Linked DNA regions of Sus scrofa: region 1 is linked to region 2. A link is a contact called in public promoter capture Hi-C data. All regions are on one chromosome and are shown on one strand. Each heading gives the region's core, a stretch centred on a gene start, on an enhancer-like site or on the middle of the called end of the contact. The rest is flanking DNA. Distances are from core to core; before and after follow the strand shown. Region 1 holds the start of INAFM1 (putative transmembrane protein INAFM1). Region 2 holds the start of QPCTL (glutaminyl-peptide cyclotransferase like).

Evidence for each region. Promoter capture Hi-C pulls out the DNA fragments that hold promoters and counts their contacts.
Region 1: a promoter capture Hi-C map of liver shows a contact between it and region 2, with 3 times the contacts expected there. The contact joins the promoter of INAFM1 here to the promoter of QPCTL in region 2. A contact is called at or near these places in 1 of 5 promoter capture datasets (liver) and 1 of 47 Hi-C or Micro-C datasets (liver).

The regions. Positions count from the first base shown.
Region 1 is chr6:53,078,536-53,081,235 of Sscrofa11.1, forward strand. INAFM1 (putative transmembrane protein INAFM1) reads left to right here and starts at 1,399. Exons shown (of 2, transcript XM_021097554.1): 1 at 1,399-1,437; 2 at 1,652-2,458. The coding sequence starts at 1,399. The coding sequence ends at 2,122. It overlaps CCDC9 (coiled-coil domain-containing protein 9), which reads left to right. Exons shown (of 15, transcript XM_021094629.1): 14 at 48-94; 15 at 664-2,457. The coding sequence ends at 681.
Region 2 is chr6:52,041,914-52,044,740 of Sscrofa11.1, forward strand. It overlaps QPCTL (glutaminyl-peptide cyclotransferase like), which reads left to right and starts at 1,289. Exons shown (of 7, transcript NM_001243636.1): 1 at 1,289-1,528; 2 at 2,016-2,159. The coding sequence starts at 1,319. SNRPD2 (small nuclear ribonucleoprotein D2 polypeptide) reads right to left here and starts at 561. Exons shown (of 3, transcript NM_001243653.2): 1 at 486-561. The coding sequence starts at 487.

The DNA.
Region 1 (2,700 bases), core at 149-2,648, 1.0 Mb after region 2:
TGAGGGGGTTACTGTTCCTCTCCGGTGACCGTCCCTTCTCTTCCCAGAGGCGGGCCGCGAGGGCCAGGAGACGGCTATCAGCGACTTCCAGAGGGTGCGTTTCTGCAAGGTGGTGGCGGCCGCTTCGCCACTGGGGGCCGCCCGCTGACCGCGCCCTCCGACTTCGGCCTCCGCGCTCTGCACTAACCTCCCGCCGCCTCGCTCCTCTGTTCTCTGCTTCCGCCACACTCCAGCCAGGAGAGGGTTAAACGTAAGGGGGGAGGAGCCAGGGACAGTGAACCGGGTGGGGTCAGGGCAATAGTCCAGTCTCACAAATGGGGGGCGCCGTGGCACCGGGGTGGCTGAGACGCCCCCGTTTCCCAGTTCTGGAGGGCATGGGGGGGGGTCCAGGTGCCAGTTCCCGGGCCGAGTTTCCCGCCTCCAGGAGCTTACATCTGGGGCATGGCAAACAGCCGGTGACTCTTTCGAAGGACTTGAATTACCCGGCCGCCGGCTCGGTCTCTTATTAAATGCAGCACTTCCGCTAACCTTTGAACTGTGTTTTTGGCGGGGGGCAGGCTAGGTTGCTTGCTTGGCGGGCTTTTCCGTGGCGGAAGAGGCGGGAGGAAGGGGTCTTTTTTCCTCCATTTACCCTGATACGTATTCCCTCCCCCCCTCCCGCAGGCCTCCCCGAATTCCTGAAGACGCTGCTGGGAGGGGACTGAAGCTTCCCCTCCTTGATGGGGAGGGGGCGGCAGAAGGGGATTAGTCTGGTTCTCCAGGCAGTGCTCCCTCCTCCCTGGAGCCCACTCTGGACCTCCGGGCTTTAGAGAGACAGCAGTTGAGGGTGGTGGGGGAGGAGCTGGGGAAGGGGCGTGACTGGGGTGTGGGGCGGAGGTGGAACTTCGGGGTTTGAGCTTAGACCTCAGGACGCAAGTATGGAGGGGGCAGGTCCCGTGAGGGGCGTGGTCAGGGCGCCTGGGCGGGGCGGAACCACAGGAGCAGGTTTAGATTGGGAATCCCTGATGCAGGTGTAGGGCGCCTCCCGGGGCAGGGGGGCGTGGTTTAGGACGCGCAGTTCAAACCAGTGGAGTGGAAAGAGGCGAAGCCTGGGCTGGAGATGGGTGAGGGTAGGGGGAGAAGAGGGTGAGATCGAGTGCTGAAGTCCAGTTTGATTTGGAGAAAGGCAAGTTAAAACGGGGGCGGAACTGCGGCTAAGGAGGGGCGAGACTTATAAGCCCTGAGCTTGGCAAGGGGTTGGTGGAACTAGACGCTTGGAAGAAGTCTGAGTTCCGAAAGGGGACGGGTTTAGGGCGCGGGGAGAAGGACAAAAAGAGAGTGGAGCTAAGCGCCGGGCCGGGTAAAACACCGACGCCTGGCGGGAGTCGACTGGGCTTGTATTTGAGAAAAATCGAGATAATGCATGCCTGCGGCGGGTCCAGAGCCAAGGAGGGCGGGGTCAGAATGCTGTAGTTAAGCCTTGCCTTGATAATGGTTGGCCGGAGGCCGGGGAGGGGGAGTGCCTAAAACGCAAGAGGTGGTCCCGCTCGCGCGGGGGCGTGACCAAGGTGGCGGGGGCGGGGTTGGGCGAGGGAGAGTTGGAGCGCGGGGGCGGTCCTCTGGAAGGGGGCGGTTCTCTGGAGGGGGCGGCCCCCTGAGCGGGCGGGCCTAGTGGGTGGGGCCTGTGCGGGCTGTGGCTCCTGGACAAGGGGGCTGCGGAGATGCGGGCACGAGCTGCGTGGGTGGCGGCGGCGAGAGCCCGGGTGGCGCAGGGCTGAGCGAGGGCCCGCGGGGCCGCTGGCTGCGCCTGGCCCCGGTCTGCGCCTACTTCCTGTGCGTTTCGTTGGCTGCCGTGCTGCTCGCTGTGTACTATGGTCTTATCTGGGTTCCCACGCGGCCCCCTGCAGCCCCCGGCGGTCCGCCGCCCAGCGCGCAGTCTTCTCCTTGTGGCGCCCGCGCGGGTGCGCTGCCTGCTCCGGCGCCCCCAGCTGCTTCAGTGTCTTGCCTCCTGGGAGCCCCTGGCGGGCCGCGACCCCAGCTGGAGCTGCCGCGGAGCCGCCGCCACTGGGACCCCAGCCGCCGCCCGAACCGCCAGACGCCGGGAGAGACGCCGGAGGCCTCAGGGGGGCGAGGACCCGGGTAACTCTCCCTTTCACCTAGGATGGATCGCCGGTCTTCGAGAGTCCGGCGCCCCGACTACGGATGCGCCATTCTCGGATTGGGTTCTGGCTCCCTTTTCACGACATCGTCTAGCGTCTCCGGAGCCGTCATCCTGAAGACTGGGATGGGAAGGGCCCTCGCCGCTAGCAGCTCCTCCGCCGTCAGGCTGGGTCCTCCGCCATCTGGCGGACCCCCTCCTGATCTCTGTTCCTGATCTCCCTCCTTAGGATGCTGAGCACAGAGCCTTCAGTCCGCTCCCTTCTTCCTCGAATCTCCATGTCCATATGTCCACCTGCAGTAAACTCCAGTCCCAACTGCCTCGCATTGTGTTTGTCGTGTTGTCGCAGAGGTGCCTCCCCCCTTGAGTTTGGGAGAGAAAGTCCTTCCTGGCATCTGATTTTCTTTCGTCTCTCACTCTGGCTGGATGGTTGTGGCTTTTTCTCTTCCCTATGGGGGCCCTTTTTCCTCCTTCCGTCGCCGTCGTGTAGTTTCTGGGTTGGGGTGAGGTGAAGAGGCTTATCTGCAACAGGGCAGTTGAAGGTCAGACGACGTGAAGGGCTT
Region 2 (2,827 bases), core at 39-2,538:
TAACATATTCTGTGTCTAAAGAAGCCTGACATATGAACACTCAATAAATAATTGTTGCATGAATACGTAAGTAAAATCCTTCCGATAACTCGAGACCCATGATAACGACGAATAAGGTCAAAAGGCTAACCGTCTCCAGCTCAAATTACCCTGATAAGATCCTCACTTCAAATCGTTCTTCCCCACATGTCCGTACTCCCCTCTCCCAGGTTCCATTTTCGTACATCGCTTCCCCTTAACATTCGCTTCAGTAAGACTAATTATTTGGGAAAGCCCAGCCCGTTATCTGATAAAGCTGCTCCTGCTCCTAAAGTCAGGATCCGAAAAAGGCCCCACATCTGTTCTCAAACTCATCGGTAACGTACGCCACTTTACCCCGAAAATGTTTGCTTCCGCCCCAGGCTCTGCCCACCCCCTTCCACCGGCAAGTGGCCAGATTTACACCCTCAACCCACTCCTGCCACCTAAGCCTAGCCCGGCCTCACATGGCGGTGGCAGTAGTTGTCGCGACCGCGCACTCCAGTCACCACCGTCTCCGCGTTGCTTCTTCGCCCTCTGAAAGGAGCGAGAAGGGCGGGACTTCCGCTTCCTGAGGCCCACTTCCGTGGGCGCTTGCGCAAACACAGCTAGTGGGTGGGGCGTGGCCTGTTGCCATAGCGATCTCTGCTCGCCACAGGCGGCTGTAGGGTAAAACTCTTACGTACTACTTTGAGGCCATTCAGGACTGTACCGGGCAGATATTGACGATGGAGAGGAAGAGAAAGCAGGACTTATTCAAACCATTTCGTTGTAGAACCGCACAGGTTGAAGGAGGGAAAGGACAAGCCATTTCCAAATGCCCGCCGGCCCTGCCTTCGGGGGCGCGGCATCCACGAAGCCAATCGGCTCCTCGCTTCAGGGATGGATACCTCCTCTTCTACTTAGGGGACCGTCCGTTTATGTGTTTGTTAATCCTTTGGACTTGGAATAACCAATCCTTTGCTTACATCCGGGAGGGGCGTGGACCCGCGCCCAGGAGGTCGGCTGTTTTCTAGGATCAAATGCTTCTCATTGGCTTCCCCTCTTCCGCTGAGGCGGTGCCTACCTCTTTCGCGCTCCCTTTTGGGTTGTGCAACCCTCAGGGGAACCAACCCTTAAGCTTCAGGGAGACAGGGAGGCGTGTCCTCAGTACGAAAGTCCCCATTGGCTTTACTGCTTGCTGAAGGGTGGGTTGGTGCAGCCGCTCTTGTTGCTTATTGGTCCGGTGATTCCATGGGGTGGGACTTGGCTGGCCTAAACTCCATCCGCAGTCCCCGACCGGTTTCAGGGCGAAGCTGCCATGCGTTCAGGGGGCCGCGGGCGGCCCCGGCTACGGCTTGGGGAACGCGGCCTTTTGGAGCCACCCTCACCGCCCAAGCGCCGCCTGCTACCGCGGGCGCAGCTGTTGCCCCTGCTGTTGCTGGCGCTGGCGGTGGCCTCGGTGTTCTATACCATTTGGAGCGGCTGGCACCGCCAGACTGAGGAGCTGCCTCTGGGCCGGGAGATGCGGGTGAGGCCGGACGGGGACAGGGGAGCCCTTATTCCCCGCCTCCCCCTCCTCAAAGTCTCAGGTTGACGTGGCTTTATCGTTATCGTGGGGCCCTAGCCGCAGGTGCCGCGATCTTCGTCGTTAGAGCGCATGCCCCTTTCCAATGCAATGAGGCTTCGGGCTTTTTCTATAATAGCGGTTGCACCGTAAGAGGAAGGGTCTGGAGTAGTAAGCCTGGGAGTTCTGGGTTCTAATCCTAAAGTCAGCTGTTTGGAAGTCTCTTCCTCTCGTTGGGCTTCGATTTCTCCCATCAGGATTGCGGTGGGCTATACCGGATGGGCTTGGGTAGACTTTCCCGAGTCTAGGATTTATCCTAGAAACCTCTGATGCTGGAATCTGCCATTAGGAAGAGGAGCCGGGGCTTTTTAGGGATGACAGCCCCCGGGGTAGAGTTGAAATGAGGGTGCTTTTCACGCTCTGCTCTTCTCTTTCCCACCTCTTTCCCAAGGGTCCGGGGCTCGGAAGCCTCCCCGAAGCCGGGCTTCGGAGGGTGGTGGGGCGACTGGACCCGCACCGTCTCTGGCACACTTATCTGCGCCCCCTGCTGGTTGTGCGGACCCCGGGCAGTCCGGGCAATCTCCAAGTCAGAAAGGTAAAGGGCCCCACCTCCAATCCCTGACCCCGCAGCCACCAAGGAATGGGAAATAGATATTCTGCCCAAGAGCTGAAGCTCGGTCAGACTCTAGAGTTCTCTCTTGGTAACCCCAGGACTGTACTGCCCCCACCAAAAGTATGCTAAGCATAAGCATCGGGCCTGTGAGGTGGGTACCAACTTGATCTTCATAATGTAGATGGGGAAACTGAGGCTCAGAAGAGTTAGGCATTTTGCCCAAATCCCACAGTTAATAAATGGTATACCTAGGGTTTCAACCCAAAAGAGTTGGCTCCCGAACTGGTGCTGTAACATCTCTATATTGCCTCCCAGCAAGCACTGAAAGTCATTTGAACACTGCCTGAGTTCAAATCCACCTCAGCCACTTGGAGTGTGACCTTGGACTAGTTTCTTAACTTCTCTGAGCCTCAGTTTCCTCATCTGCAAAATGGAACCATTGACTCTCCCTCCTCCATAGGGTTCCTGGAACTGGGCTTGGCACAGAGTGCTCTTTGAAGGGTGAGCTGTGATTAGTCTTGGCATCATGAGGCAGAGTCGCTTCATGCCTGGCACTTAGTAGGTACCCAGCAGAAGTATATCAAGAGAGCCATTAAACCAAAGTGCGATTTGTGAGTTAACCTGATGGCTCTGCATGGTTCAGGTCACAC